Linked DNA regions of Mus musculus: region 2 is linked to region 1. A link is a contact called in public HiChIP or PLAC-seq data. All regions are on one chromosome and are shown on one strand. The core of a region is the stretch at or near the end of the contact, and the rest is flanking DNA. Distances in the headings are between cores, read along the strand shown. Region 1 holds the start of Gm30940 (a long non-coding RNA gene). Region 2 holds the start of Atf2 (activating transcription factor 2).

Evidence for each region. HiChIP or PLAC-seq counts read pairs in DNA pulled down with a chosen protein or histone mark.
Region 2: an H3K4me3 HiChIP or PLAC-seq map of the 230-238 cell line shows a contact between it and region 1, with 22 read pairs. The contact joins the promoter of Atf2 here to the enhancer-like site in region 1. A contact is called at or near these places in 5 of 39 promoter capture datasets (cranial neural crest, embryonic stem cells, frontonasal cranial neural crest and 2 more), 1 of 15 datasets of contacts at CTCF or cohesin (large pre-B cells), 19 of 484 Hi-C or Micro-C datasets (the C2C12 cell line, the MC3T3-E1 cell line, the N1E-115 cell line and 11 more), 39 of 115 datasets of contacts at active chromatin or transcription factors (the 230-238 cell line, the NIH/3T3 cell line, the SCID.adh cell line and 18 more) and 2 of 9 other capture datasets (adipose tissue and embryonic stem cells).

What each region holds. Positions count from the first base shown.
Region 1 is chr2:73,561,186-73,569,050 of GRCm38.p6, reverse strand. Chrna1 (cholinergic receptor, nicotinic, alpha polypeptide 1 (muscle)) reads left to right here. Exons shown (of 9, transcript NM_007389.5): 7 at 736-959; 8 at 2,110-2,349; 9 at 2,744-5,770. The coding sequence ends at 2,875. Gm30940 (a long non-coding RNA gene) reads right to left here and starts at 7,865. Exons shown (of 2, transcript XR_866434.2): 1 at 7,758-7,865; 2 at 3,673-3,851. Within about 2 kb of position 4,855, at least 3 of the 459 cell types and tissues checked have an H3K27ac peak or open chromatin away from gene starts, as enhancers often do. A contact at or near this core is called in the 230-238 cell line, where this site is marked.
Region 2 is chr2:73,888,781-73,896,645 of GRCm38.p6, reverse strand. It overlaps Atf2 (activating transcription factor 2), which reads left to right and starts at 4,007. Exons shown (of 15, transcript NM_001025093.2): 1 at 4,007-4,171. It overlaps Gm10822 (a long non-coding RNA gene), which reads right to left and starts at 4,238. Exons shown (of 3, transcript XR_003953852.1): 1 at 3,907-4,238; 2 at 3,609-3,735.

The DNA of each region.
Region 1 (7,865 bases), core at 3,606-6,105:
GTGTGTGTGTGTGTGTGTGTGTGTGTGTGTGTGTGTGTGTGTGTGGTGGGGGGTTGCTTGTTTGTTTGTTTTGTTTGTTTTACAGTTTTGGTCTAGCAGCTTCATATTGAGAGAAAGGTATTTCCGGGCTGCCTGGCCGCCTCTTGGGTAACAGAAAGACCAGGGGCAAGGTTTATTCAAACTTCTACCTTCTCTAGCTTGCCAACCCAGAATCCCTCTTGTTTTCCTGAATACCAACAACAATAAAAAAGAGTCTAGGACATGAAACAAAGTCGCCATTTGCTGCTTGGCAGCTGGAATGGAAACCTGGCCACAAAATGCTGTCAGGGCCCGAGGTCTCGCAGAAAGGATCACCAGAATTATCCTTTGAGAACAAGCTGGTCACGTTCCTTCACCTTGGGTTTTGGTGGCTGATGAGCGCGCAGGGACTGCTTGATGGAATGGTACAGGTGGATGCTCTGAGCAGCAGCAGCCTGTTTCTCTATAGCTCTGAAAGCAAGGAGCCAACACGGTCAGTCTATTCTGAGGCCACTCTCCTGGGCTTGCAGAAGACACTTCTCCGTGTCCTCCCACAGTCTTCCCTGTGCATGTCTGCGTCCAATCCCCCCACCCCCCTTACTGTGACACCAGTATACCATACTCTTGTTCTGCCTTAATGGCCATGTATCCAAATTCTGACCTCCTGGAGTTCCAGGAGCAGGCGGGTTGTTACATTTCTTCCTTTTGCCTTTCTAGGGGAGAAGATGACGCTGAGCATCTCTGTCTTACTGTCCCTGACCGTGTTCCTTCTGGTCATTGTGGAGCTAATCCCTTCCACCTCCAGCGCTGTGCCCCTGATCGGGAAGTATATGTTGTTCACCATGGTCTTTGTCATTGCGTCCATCATCATCACCGTCATCGTCATCAACACACACCACCGTTCGCCCAGCACCCACATCATGCCCGAGTGGGTGCGGAAGGTGAGAGCCGAGACTCCCAGGTCTCCCTTCAGTGAACCCAGCGCAGTCCTGGCTAACACCTGAGTACTTAGTACTTAGTTCTTTCTGGGCTTCCTTGCGGGAGCAGCTCATGTAGCCTTCCCGGAGACAGTGGAAAAGTAGACCGAGTTAAGCCCACTTCCAATTCGAGTTTATGGACTCTGATTGGAGATTAATAGACCCCTGTCTTATGCGTGGGCATTCTTCAGCTTTTTATTGGTGTATTTTCCAATTTGTGAATAGACATGAGTATTTTCACTGGTGAAAATCGTCATGGAGAACAGAACAGAGAGAGAGAGAGAAAGGAGGGACCTATGTAAGGTGTGTGCTCACAAATATTTATATTATTGAACTAAAAATGTGTTAATACTTCACATATGGTTTTTTTAATTATTTATTTATTTATTACGTATTTTCCTCAATTACATTTCCAATGCTATCCCAAAAGTCCCCCATACCCTCCCCCCCACTTCCCTACCCACCCATTCCCATTCACATATGTTTTTATTTTAATTAATTTTGTGGTCACGCTGGGGATTGAACTCAGAGCTGTGAACATTCTTAACAAGCACTGTCCTGCTGAGCTATGTCCCCCAACCAGATATGCCCACTTTGATAAATGTCATAGAGATACTGAACTGTGTTGGTGTCAGTAATACTGGCTTACCATGTAGGAGGAGACTAACCGAATCTGTAGATGACGTCTCTGGGCAAGACCTCTGTATACTTAACAGCAGGAACAACAACAACAACAACGGAAGAAGAAGAAGAAGAAAAATAGTAGTTATTTTGTGAGGCTAAGTGTTTGTATACTTGAGGCTGCAGGAGCGGTCTTTAATCACAGACTGTCAGGAACTTTCTGTTGCCTGCGGAAGAGTCTGAAGTATAATGCAGCGTTGGCGACTGCACACAGGCTCCCTCCAGTGGCTAACTGCTTACATTACAGAATCATAGCTGTAGAATGCAGCCTGGAGCCTTTGCCCTCTAGTACAGTCCTTTTGTTTTAAGGACAAGGAGGGTGAGGTCTAGAAATGCTGGGTGACTTGTCCAAGATCACATTGCTTACCCAAAGTCAGTGATTCTGTAAATACTGACAAAAAGTCTCATGCCAAGAATTTCTTTTTTATGTCAGGTTTTTATCGACACTATCCCAAACATCATGTTTTTCTCCACAATGAAAAGACCATCCAGAGATAAACAAGAGAAAAGGATTTTTACAGAAGACATAGATATATCTGACATCTCTGGGAAGCCGGGTCCTCCACCTATGGGCTTTCACTCTCCGCTGATCAAGCACCCTGAGGTGAAAAGCGCCATCGAGGGCGTGAAGTACATTGCAGAGACCATGAAGTCAGACCAGGAGTCCAATAACGTAAGCTGTGTGGCTCCCAGTCCACACCTCCGGGTCTGTCTGTCTGTCTATCTATCTGCCTGCCTCTGCCTTCTGAGTGCTAAGACCAAAGGTTTGCGCCACAACCTCTAAGCTAACACACCTCTGGGTCTAAATGATTAAATGCATAAGTGTGACAGGGAGGTTGACCAATGAATTGGCTTCAAGCTCTAGTTACTAACTTCAGATGCACTGTGTTGACTATCTCTGGCAACTATAGTAAGTCATTTTGGCTTAATTATGCAAAAACTAAAGGTTGTAATATCAGGTGTTGAGGTTTGGAGGTTTACATATTGAAGGCCAGGCCAGTAGGGGGCGCTATGAGCCTGTGTCCCATCTCAGGGGATTCCTATCTAACGCCCTCTGCTTCCCCCAGGCCGCTGAGGAATGGAAGTATGTTGCCATGGTGATGGATCACATCCTCCTCGGAGTCTTTATGCTGGTGTGTCTCATCGGGACGCTGGCTGTGTTTGCAGGTCGGCTCATTGAGTTACATCAACAAGGATGAGCAGAGGCTGAGCTAAGCCTACCTCTGTCCCAGCCATAGCCATCGCTAGGAAAGATGGAAGAGAGGAAGGTCTGTCTCCTTGAATCCTTTCACACTTACCAAACATGCAGTGTTCTACATGTCCTACATGTTAATGAGAGTGATCTCTGCTCACACGGCTGTATTCTTGAAGTGTCTCCCCTTTGCTTCTGCTTTTAACACTATGGGCCTCCTTAAAGGGCGAACCCTTTGAAGTAAATAAAAGTGAGCCCTCAAAAGAAGTGTTTGCTTCTAAATGGCCCCTGGGAGAGTTTTGCTTGGATACTCAAGGTTTTCTGTTTGTATTGCCATGGCTAGTTGTTTTTGTTTTCTTTCCTTTAATAAATATAATTGTACTTATATGAGTGATCCGCCTACGTGTATGTCTCACATACACGCCTAGTGTCCATGAAGGTCAGAAGAAGGTATCCCATCTCCTAGAACTGGAACTACAAATGGTTGTGAGCGTCCACATGGAACCTGGGAATCAGGCCCTCTGGAAGAGCACCCAGTGTTCTTAACCACTGAACCACCCACCTATCGGGCTCAGTTAATTTTTATTTTTAAAGTGCTGAGAGTCCCTTACTTAAGACACACGGTTTCATACCTACTAGAAAAGTCGTGTCTACCAGATTCCCCAGATTTGATGTGGACACAAAGGAAGTGGTAGAAAGGAAATTAGGTAACTTTAAACTTAAAAAAAAATTGTGTGTGTGTGTGTGTGTGTGTGTGTGTGTGTGTGTACATACTCGCACACATTGATGAAATTGGGGGACAACTTTTAGGAGTTAGTTCTCATCTTTTATCTCATTTGAGGCAAAGTATCTTGTGATTTCTGCCGCTGTGTTACATTCTCATGTAAAGCTTCCTGGGGCATTTTCCTTTCTATACTTCTCGGCCCATGAACAGAGTGCAGGGATTCCAGATGCATGCCGCCATCTCCAGCTTTTCATAGGTCCTAGGATAGAATTTAGGTCGTTAGGTTTGTCCAGCAAAAAACTACTTTTACCTGCTTAATCCATTTCACTGGCCCAAAGGTAATTTTAGGGCGATCACATACAAATAGTATCAAAACCTCATGGTTTAAAGTAGACTTCTGAAACCAGGAGAGGGAGAATGCTTTCTTAAGTGATTTCTGTTTGAGAGGCCTTCTTGAAAGGGCGCTTGGGATTCCTTGGGATTGTACCTAGAGCTTTGCACACAGAGCTATAACTGAGCCTCAGCTCTCCCAACTTAACGGAGCCCCTGGATTTTGTTCTCAGGACCCGAGGAAGGGCAGATCCCATCCTCATCAAGGGTGTGCCTCTGACCCCATGAGAATCGTCTCGCCCGCATGGGTTTATTTTATCCAAATTGTTTTACACAGTCTCCATAATGTCCCTAATTTACAAATGGAAAAAAAAATTTTTGGGGAAAGTTAAACTCTGCTCCATCTAGAAGTAGAAGAACTGAGATCTGAACCCAGACAGAACTTAAGATTCTAAAACAGGGGCTGGAGAGATGGCTCTATGGTTAAGATCATTCCCAGCAACCACAGGGTGCATGGTGGCTCACAACCATCTACAGTGGGATCTGATGCCCTCTGCTGGTGTGCAGGTGTGCATATACAAAGCACTCACACATAAATACATAAACAAACAAACAAATATTTTTTAAAGATTTATTTATTTATTATATGTAAATACACTGTAGCTGTCTTCAGACACTCCAGAAGAGGGCATCAGATCTTGTTACAGATGGTTGTGAGCCACCATGTGGTTGCTGGGATTTGAACTCTGGACCTTCAGAAGAACAGTCGGGTGCTCTTACCCACTGAGCCATCTCACCAGCCCCAAATATTTTTTTTAAAAGTCAAAAAGAAAAGGGATTCTAAACCGACTTGCAGCTGATGGGGTCACCTGCTCCCTGCTCTCCCAGCATGCCTGGCGTGATCTAAGTAGTTCTGGTCTGTGTTGGTGGGGACTCTGTGATATCCTATTTCCTGCCTTCTCAATTAAAACCCCTGGCTTTTCCTTCAGTCCTTGGACGCAATCATGTTTGGAGTTCAGGCCCTATGAATGGAACCAGAAACGTATGCACACACCATCACCATTTCTGAAATCTGAAAAATAAATTCTCTGTGCCAAACTCTAGGCTCTAGTACAATTTACCCAGACCAAGAAGCCGTGTGGCTCTGGACGCAGAAAAGGCCTTTGAATCACAAACACATCTGATCCGTCATCTCCAGGGAGAGCTATAAACTGCATAACCAGGAGGCCAGTGCGAGCCCAGGTGGCTTCAATCTCCTGAGGGACTTCCCATCACCCCTGCACCAGTGCTGGGCTCTTTCATCTCAAATAGTTTGCACTTTAAAGTGGAAACAATTGGCAGTTTCTCAGAAAGTCACACTCGGGTCACCAAGTCACTCAGCAGTCCCATTCCCAGGTAGAGAGCCAAAGAAATCGAAAGAAAGACTTACACAATTTGTATGAGAACGCGCACAGAAGGCAAGAGCCAGAGAAAGCGGTCTAGGCTCCAACCCACAGACGACAAGCAAAAGGGATGTGGAGAATGGGTTTTGGGGTGTATGTGTGTAGGCCTGGGGGGCCATCGCCTTTTTGTTTTGTTGTTGTTTTTGAGATAGAGTTTCTCACTGGCCTGGAACTTGCCAAGTAGTTTAGGCTGGCTAGGCAGGCCATTCCGAGATCTGCCTGTCTCCTCTTTCTGCAAACAATTTAGTTGGCATGGGTTCTGGGGCTCTTACTCAGATCTAAAAACAAGCATTTTGTCAGTTGATCTAATTCTTTAGCTTTTTCTACTCACGACCACTTTTTGCTTGAGAAATGTTATGTAGAAATATAAAATATGTATAAAAATAAATAACAAAGAAATTTAATTAAAAAAATTCTCTGACATGCATAGCATTTTATCACCTATTAAGGATAAAAAATAAATTTGCTTTTGAGAGGGGTGTGTTTATTTTTTGTCTAACACAATCGCATCTAAAGATAAACAAATTTGATACTTACTTGCCTGGGACAATGGAAGGTAAATATCACAAGTCTCTGTTTTCAGTAATTAAACATAATATGCTCTAAGAGAGTAAGGTCACCGCAGTTCATGACATTCAATAGTATCAAATCTGAGCAGAGGTAAATCAGTGTGTTCACTGGTGTTGCATATCGTGATGGCGTGCACCGTGCAGTGTTCGTGTGTGTTCAGACCACAAGGCAACTCGTACAAACACTGCCACAGAAGATCTCAGAATCACGCTGTGTTTGATTTTTGAGCTAACTTTTGGTAATTGCACATCCGGAACCTGTTTCTGCTGCCCAGTTTTTCTGAAACCCCACACCTGGTCACATGACCATGTGGCCACAAGGTAAACTCCACTTACACAAGGTCCTTAGAAATACTCAGGTAGAAATGGAGAAGAGGCTGTGGGAGGCTGGGGCGGGGGGGTGTGGGGTGTGGAGGGGAAATTAGGAGTTATCGTTCATGGGAACAGACTTTCACTATGGCAAGATGAAAAGTTCGGGAGGCGGACTGCTGTGCTGACCACACAGCATTGATACCCGAGAGCTGTGTTCCTAAAAATGGGTGAAGCGCCACAATCTATGTCTGTGTACGCTCTAACAAGGGTAAACCAAAGGCCTCAGCCCTGAGCTCTCACTACAGAGTCTGGGGATACACGGAAGGCATGCTTCATACACTAGGAAGTCAAGACCTCCAGTGAGTTCTCTCAGATCACAAATCCTGCCCTTTGGCCATGTCTTTTTTTTTTTTGGTACACGTGTTCTCTGTGCATGTGTCTGTGGCCAGAGAACCTCTGATGTCATTCCCCAGGTGTCACTAACCATTCTGATATTTTGGTTGTGAGTCTAGTCTTTAGTGGCTGAGCCATCTCTCCAGCTCTCAACCACCGTCTTTTTAAAAGGCAGGCTCTCTTGCAGATGCTAGGCTGGTTGGCTGGTGATCTTGTGGATCCGCTGACTCTGACTTCCCAGAGTCGGGATTTCAAGTGTGTGGCTGCTGTTCCCTACTTTTTGTTTTTAAGTGGGAGTTCTAAGGATCAAAGCCAGGTGCTTGGAAGGCAAGCGTGTTACCACTGAGCATCTACTCAGCCCTATCACCATACAGTCCATTGCTTTCCAAGCAGCCATGACCTTCCCCCCATGTTCTCCACTCCACCCCACCCCCATCCTAGACAGCTTGGCCCCGTGTAGCTACAGTACTGCATCAATGTGCGCTCCATTAAACTCCAAAAATGGCTCTGTCATTCTGTCCTCAAGCCAGCGTCTCATTAGTTCAAGCCTGATTTTCAGAAGGCTACCAGTAAAATCGGTACAGGGACTTCCGGGAACTATCGCCACCTAGTGGTGTTTGTGAAAGGGTCCAGCCTGTGAGTTCCGTGTGCCTGTACATCTATTGGGTTGGCAGGCTGACTTCCGGAGAAATGAGGACCAAGAACACAAGGCAGGTGCTATCTGATAGAGATGAGTTTTCAGGATCAGGACTGGAGGACCCAATGTAGGGGGCGGGGTGTCTCAGGACTGAGGAGGGTTCTTACAATGAATTTCCCCAACCTGGGTGTTGAGGCAGCATTCACACGCACCCACACACTCATTGGGGTTGCAGTAAAGACTGAAGTGTCTGCACTACTGTGTCCCCCACTTTTATATGCTAAACCCTAACTTCTTTGCAACTGTATTGGAAGATGGGGCCTTTGGGAGGTAACCAGCCTTAGGGAGAGTCTTGAGTGTGTTTTGACAAGGAGAGGCATGCCAGAGAGCTTCTCCCTCCCTCCCTCCCTCCCTCCGTCCCTCCGTCCCTCCGTCCCTCCCTCCCTCCCTTCCTCTTTCCCTCTCTCCATGTGAGGACGGACCTTCTTGCATCCTGGTGGTGATGCTTGTCACGCTGGTGAGAACAGGGACACTGTAGCAGCTGGAATGAGCTTCAGCGTTCCAGCACACACCCCTCTCCCGCACCCCCC
Region 2 (7,865 bases), core at 2,758-5,257, 330 kb before region 1:
GCATTTACACAAAAGGACACTAAGACATTTCAGACAGTCCCTATGTATCAATGCACCAAATAAGAAAAATGTAAAATAACACATGGAATAAAATGAAATACAGGTTTCCAGACTTAGCATTTCACTTCAAATTCCTTTTAATATTTTTATTTTCATGTTTGTGCACGCATGTGAGTGCCTGTGTTTGTGTGTGTGTGTGTGTGTGTAGGGACTCTTAAAGACCAAAAAACAGTGTCAGATCCCTTGGAGCTGAAGTTACCACAGTCCTTTTTGAGCCACCTGACAAGCCGCGAATCTGCTTTTCACGATACAGCAGCCATGGCTCTTACCCATAGACCCATCTCTCTCCAGCCTCTGTATCAAGTTCTTAAAGGAGACTAACCCTCCTTGGAGATGAGGTAGATAATGTATGCAACAAGAAAACCATGAAAATAAGGGCCCTACAGGAAGTTCCCTGCATTTGTAACCAAAGATGAATTTTACGGCAGATGGGAATCTGAGAGGGGAAATGGGGAAGCATACATTTTATTCGGCTGGAAACAGTGAGAGCTGCTGGTACATAAGATCAGAACTGAAGATAGTAATTATCCACACTTAGCTTGTTTCCATTTGTAGGAAAGCTATGGTAAAAGGGCTGTTATAGCCCAGAGGTAAAGGAGTGCCTTTGTGTACCTCTGGCCTGCCACCAGGCCTAAGTAAGGACACTGCACTGGATCTGCTCTCCACGTAGATCTCCTTTGTTTGTTTTTTCTCACTTTAGGCATCTTTAGAGTTAGCTAAAACCGAAAGTTCAAAACAAAGAAAAAAAATCACATTCCTTGCTTATATAAAAGAATTCTGAAAATATTTTCCTTAGAATCACATGTTCCTCTAGTACTTCTAGGCATCAAACCTAGGACAGAGAGCTAACTGAGGTGCCTATGTAACATATTACAGTGGACCTGGCCACCATGCTCTTTCAGTATCCCTCAGTCCCTACCTGCCACAGGCTTTGGCTGGATTATATAGGGGAGGGCAGCCCTGCCCCTAGACTGGAGACATTTAGCTTAGGAGAGCTGGGTTTGAGATCTAACAGTACCAGGTGTAGATAATAACTTGATATAGATACTATTTTGATATAGATAATAACTTGATATAGATAATATCTTGATATAGATAATAACTTGATAGCAGAAAATCTAATGCCAAAGCTACTGTCACTTGAGATGAAAATAAATCAATCTGGAGACAAGAATTTCCATTTTTACCCAGGTGATGGTGGTGGTCTTGGTGGTGGTATACACACACCTATAACCCAGCAGAGGCAGAGACAGAGACAGACAGATCTCTGTTAGTTCAAGGCTCACCAGGTCTACAGAGCAAGTTCCAGGACAGTTAGGACTACATAGTAAAAAACAGAAACAAACAAAAAGTGTTTTAATATACATGGTGAAAAAGCAATGTAAAAACTCAATTCTAATGGACAAAGTTCTTTTGAAGTGCTTTAACATTTTTAGGTTTTTTTCCCCTTGGGTTAGATATTGTCGGCTGGAGGAAAGCAGCATCTTAGAGACAGTCATCTGGACCTAGCAACTTATGATCTGGCAGGCCTATATTCTTGTCTGTTAGCCTTCCAACCAGTAATGAGCAGCTGACACCTTGCTGATATAATTAGTGTTCAAGTCTATTGACATTACTGCACTGTTACTAAGTTTACAAGATGGTACTTTCTTTCTAACTTCAGAACCGACAGTGTTAATAATCTGGTTTCTTTCAGGTTTCTCAAGTAATTAAGCTAGTTTTAAAGGAAGATTGAGTTGGCTCACGTACATGTATACAGGCCAGCAACCTATTAGAAGGTCCAGTGACATTACAATTTCACTTTCATGCTAGGCATCATTATTAGACGGCAGGCTCATTAACTCTCAGATACTATTCCAGACAAACTTACAATTTTAGATTCACTTGGCGTGGAGAAATTGGGTGTATTTTATGTAAAGACACGAATTGTATTCATAAATCTAAATTAGAAATACGCATTTAACAAATGGAAAAGCATGATACTAAAAAAAAAGGCTTGCTTTTTAAAAATCAGTGCAAGATTTCACAGGCGCCTTAATCACATTTTGCAACTTGTACATATTTATTGGACAACCAACATCCCTAAAATAAGCACCAAAATCTTCAGTAGGAATAAGTATGTTTAGGAGTAGTGCACCTGAACCAGTTATGGAATTGTAAAGGTCTGTAAAGGTCTGTCTCTTTCATTGTCATTACACTAATCAGTCGTCCTTCTTCTTGCCCCCAATTTTAAGGACATTACTTTGTGTGTATGAGTGTTTGACTGCATAAACGAATGTGCACCACATGCCCACGGAGGCTGGAAGAGGTTGTCCGATCCCCACCCCCACCCCGCTTTTATGAGCAGCTGAGCAGGTATGTGGTGATAGGAAACTAAACTTGGGTGCTCTGCAACATCAGCAAGCACTCCTAACCATCTGTCCAGTTCCTTCCCCCGCCCCGCCCCCTAGTTTTTTTGAAACCTACTTCCTACATTAACAGGCATTTCTTTGGCACTACAATTTATAGAGCAAAGGAAAATATTGTGGGAAGAATGCCTCTTCTCTGCTGGGTTCTCATTGGCGTCCTTTAGTCCTCCTTAAAACATTAACCAAACCGGACGTGGTGGCGCATGCCTTTAATCCCAGCACTTGGGAGGCAGAGGCAGGCGGATTTCTGAGTTCGAGGCCAGCCTGGTCTACAGAGTGAGTTCCAGGTCAGCCAGGGCTACACAGAGAAACCCTGCCTCGAAAATTTAAAAAAATAAAAAAATTAATACCGATCTCTTAAGCTTTAAATGAATGAAGTGATTCTATTGAAATTAATAATTTTAATTAATTTCTTAATTCTACGTCAGGTACCCTGGAAGTGGAGTTATAGACGGCTTAAGGGTTACTTGCGGATGTCCTGGAACTCACTCTGTAGACCAGGCTGGCCTTGAACTTAGAAATCCGTCTGCCTCTGCCTTCCGAGTGCTGGGATTAAAGGCGTGAGCCACCACGCCCGGCTCGCATCCAGTACTGTTAACCGCTGAGACATCTCTTCGGTCCCTGAAATTTGTATTTTTATATCTAACTAAGTAAAGGAAATTTGATAAAAGAAACACTCATAATTACAAGAATTTTTCTCTAGGAAAAAGATCGTTGCTTTGTTTTAAAATATGGTGACATGGGGGTGGAAGACGGTGTATTTCCTTTTGATCACTGCCTTTGAACATACTCGTATGTAATATACCATATACTTGACATAGGGTGGTGGGGAAGATCGGCTCCAGTTCTGGCTTAGTAAAATCCGAACAAAGAACTCTCTAAGAAAAGGTTTCTATTTTCTACGCAGGGCTGACTTATTTTGCTTCAGTGTGCACATGGGGGCGGAGGTGATGACTGGCAAACCCCGACTCTCCAAAACCTTAAGCGTAGCTCTCTCTCCAGCTCTGGCTTCTCGGTACACGGAGAGTGGTCCAGAAGCGCTTCTCCCTTCATAGTCTCATATCCCTAGCGAAGTCAGAAACCAATACGACAGAGACATCCGGCGCCAGGGCTGGGCTCCTTTAGGCTCCCCGACCTCACCTTTCTTCTCTCACACCGCCCACGCCCTCCTGCTCGCTCCTCCGCCACCTGCGCGCGCGCCCCAGATCCGGTGCAGCTTCTCGTGCCCGCCTCCCGACGGCTGCCAATCACAGCTTTCTGCAGTTCCCTGGTTACCGAAACAACGGTCCTTGGGCACCTTGGCCACGCCCCTTTGGACCTGCTTCCCGCCTTTCGTGCTTTTCGCCCAATCACTCGCGTCCGAGTGTTCTTTGGTTCCCGCCTCCCCGCCCCCGCCCTCCTGAAGACCCGCCCTTTTTCCGAGGCACGACGGAGTCACCTGACCCGCGGGCGCTCCCTCGGTGGAAAGCAGGAAGGGGCGTGTGCGTGAAGGGGAGGGGCGCAAGAAGAAAGCGGCAGGGATGCCGGGAGTGGGGCGGGGAGAAGGTTTGTCAGTCGGATCTCGCGAGAGAGGACGGAAGCCTGTGGGAGCCCGTGGCCTTTAAAGTGCGATTCAGCCCTCTCCTCCGGGGCTAGTTTGTAAACACGGCCGGCCTCCGGGCTCGCGGGTGGCTGGCAGGACCATGAATTAGTGACCTGGAAAGGTGAGTAATGGTGGAAGGGCCACGGGCTTGGAGGTTGTAGGGATGCAGAGGAAGAAGGTGCTAACATGGCGACGTCGCTGCCTGTAGTCTCCACCCCCCGCCTCCCACCCCTTTTGCGCCCCTGCTGTGGACCCCAACCCTACGGACGGCGGTGGCCGCGTTGCCGCCTCTGGTCTGGCGGAGCGACCGGACCGTTAGGTAACGCGCTGCGGCTCCGGCCGGCCCCTCCCTCGCGCGCTTTCCCAAGCCTGAGCGAGAAGGAATAACGGCTCTTCTCCGACCCCTCCCTCCGACTTCTCCTCTGGTGTGGTCACTTGAGAGGTCCCCGAGGCGCCCTTCGGATCCGCCCATCTGTCGGGGAGACCCCCGCCGCTAGTCCTTGATCGCGCTGCCCAGAGGGCCCACGCTGGGCTCCCCACCGGGGACTCGGGCGATCGAGGGTTTGGGATGGTGCGTTGAAGGATTGGGAAGCAAGGGTCTCTGGCCTCGGTGGAACGTGATGGAGCCAATGGTAATGGAGAACCTGCTGGTGGTCTCGGCCTTTTCTGTCCTTTCTGCCGCCCTCACACTCCCGCCGCCGCCACCCCCCCCTTTCCAGGTGGGGCGGGGCTGAGGTGTGGGTGCAGGTTGATTCTGCTATTCCCCCCCACACCCCATTTACTTCGACCGGTGTTCTGCAGAGCTTTTGTAGGAAAATAATCTGTGCCTTTTATTACCCCAGGGACAAGGAAGAGAGGTAGGGAGAGATGTGTGTATGTCTCCCCGGGATGCTCACTCATTGAACCAGACCTTGGAGGAGATGGGAACTATTTTTATGCACATAGGTATTATAAAATTGTCTCTTCTTTAATGGAGACTCTTAAACTGGGAAGGTCGAGTAAAACTACCACCAGTATAATTGAGTAAAAGGGATACTCATGATAGACTCTAGGCCCATCGACTAATACCTAGTTTACCTTGTGGAAGTCACAGTTTCTTGGGGATTATAAACTAGGGACACGTTCACACCAGATGCAGGTAATGCTGTTTTTAACATCTGACCAAACACGGACTGTTCTGAGCTCAGTTTGTCCTGTTTGAAGAAATTCTTAACCCTTGGCCATTGTCAAGTAATAACCGTTCCAGGAATACTACTCATTTAGCGCCAAATGGCCTGGGTCTCTAGCACCCAAATGGTAAGACTTTATAAAGGCTTATTTTAAAACAGTTAACTCTAGATGAAATAAGAGTCTTGTATTTAAATTTGCTAAACCTATTTGAAGAATCCCTGCAATAAACTTTTTTCAAAAGTATAGAAATATTTTGTAGAGTATGCTAAAAACATATCCTATATAAGCCAAGAAAACTAAGTACATGGATCTTTAAGGCCATCGATAGTTGAGTGATAATTAAGGTTCTAGGTCTTAAAATCATTAATAAATAATTGGAGAGATGTTTAGAGATGTTTTCATGGGTATTTTAAAATTTTAAAGCTATATTGTTTTGAAATGATACTATCCATTAAATATTTCATGACTAACATTAAGTCAAGAAATCTAGGTTTGTTTTTGTTTTTTTTTATTTTTAAGAAAACTTGAAAACTTGAGTTTTAATTATTATCTGTACTCTCCTAATCAATTATATTGCTAGATCTAGTAAATAACTTTACCTTACATGCTGTTTCCACTCATTTTTGACTTTAGTCTCTTCCAAAATGATATGTGTTTCTGTGAACTGGTATCACTTTCTTTTGTTACTCTTATTGAAATGCCCTTAGAAAAGTAAGTCTTATATTTAAAGCAAAATTTGTATTGGAAGCTGGGCGTGGTGGCGCACGCCTTTAATCCCAGGCAGAGGCAGGCGGATTTCTGAGTTCAAGGCTAGCCTGGTCTACAGAGTGAGTTCTAGGACAGCCAGGGCTACCCAGAGAAACCCTGTCTCGAAAACAAAACAAAACAAAAAAATTTGTATTGGAACCCTCCTTGATTAGAAGTCAATGAAAGTAATTAGATAATTCAATGAAAGTGATTGGATGATTCAACTGACCTGTATGAAATTAATACATATAGTACTCCCTGTATTAACTTGTAGCCTACAAAACCACCTGTCATATAGTCAATGGTTTTAACATTTTGTGACTATCTTATATTCACATCTATTTCTATAGACTGAAATCTTGTCTGAAATGGAACATGTTCTATGTTTGTTTTTAAGATTTATTTATTTTTGTGTTTTGCTTGCATATATGTATGTGTACCATTTATGGGCAGTGCCCTTAGAGACCATCTTAAATCCTGAATCTCTAAAACTAGAGTTACATATTATTATGAGCCACCATGTGGGTGCTGGGAACTTATCCCAGCTGCTCTGCAAGAACAACAGGTACTCTTAACTGCTGAGCCATCTCTCCAGCCCTTTGTTTGCTTTTCTACCGTGCTAGGAAAGCTCTTTTTATTTTGTTGTTTCCAGACATGGCTTATCTCTGTAGTTGGCTATCCTGGAACTTGTTTGTAGACCAGGCTGGCCTCCACCTCACAGAGATCCTGCCTACCTCTACCTCCTGACCACTGGGACTAAAAGGTGTGCTCTTTTTTATTGAGATATACATTTCTCAAAATCTATTTATGTAATTTTTTTATTTTACAGTTATATGTGTCTAACTGCTTGTCTGCCTTCTTGCCTGTGTGGATGATAGCATATTTATGGAGATTAAAGGACAACATTGAAGAGTAAATGTTCTCTTTCCACCACATGGGTTCTGAGGATAGAACCCTGGTCATAAGGCTCAACAGCAAGAGCTTTACCCACTGGACCATCTCATTAGCCCTATATGTAACTCTAATGTTGAAGATATAGTGATCCCTATTACTATTTTTGTCTGTGGGGGGAAATGGCAGAAAAACACTTTCTTTGTTATGTTTCTTAAAGTTAAAGAGTTAAAGTAAGGTATCATTTCATAGAAAATAGAAGAATGCATGAGTCTTTAAGGCCATTGGTAATTGTAATACGTGTTTCATATTACATGAAATATACAATTATAAACTTGTATGTGATATATATACCTTCTCATTTTTTATTGACAAACCTCAAACATATTTTTATTTTAAGATAGTCTATGATGCTTACTTTGTTCTTTTTTATAATCATAAAGGGATTTAAATGTATGTTTTATTTGCTATTGTATATGTGTATAATGTGCTTGTATTGGCATGTACATGCTACAACTTGGGTTTAGTGGACAGAACAACTTTATGGAGGTAGCTTTTTCTTTCTACCTTACATGCATTATGGGTATTGAACTCAGGTTGTCAGGTTTGCATGGCAAATGTTTTGCTGGATGAGCCATATCACTACCTCTAAAATAATTATTTCTTCTCTTCATCCTGCTCCTTTGGGGTCAGGGGACAACATGGGGTATGACTGTATCTTGAGAGTGTAGGTATATTTACTTGGGTCCATATTTTAACTGCTAATTGTCAGCCTTTCCCCACATTAATATCCAAGAAATCAAAAACAAAAACAAAAACACTTGAAATATAGTAGTGAGTGACTTGTGATCCTTTAGAAGGTTCTTAGAAAAACAGTAATTATGCTTGGCAAATAGTAAATGGACTTGAGTTAATTTTCGTAGTATATGTTTACATTCATCTGTACCATTAGCTTTTCTTTCTAACCTTTTGTTTTGTTACTCTGTTGTTTTTGTTCATTTGAGACA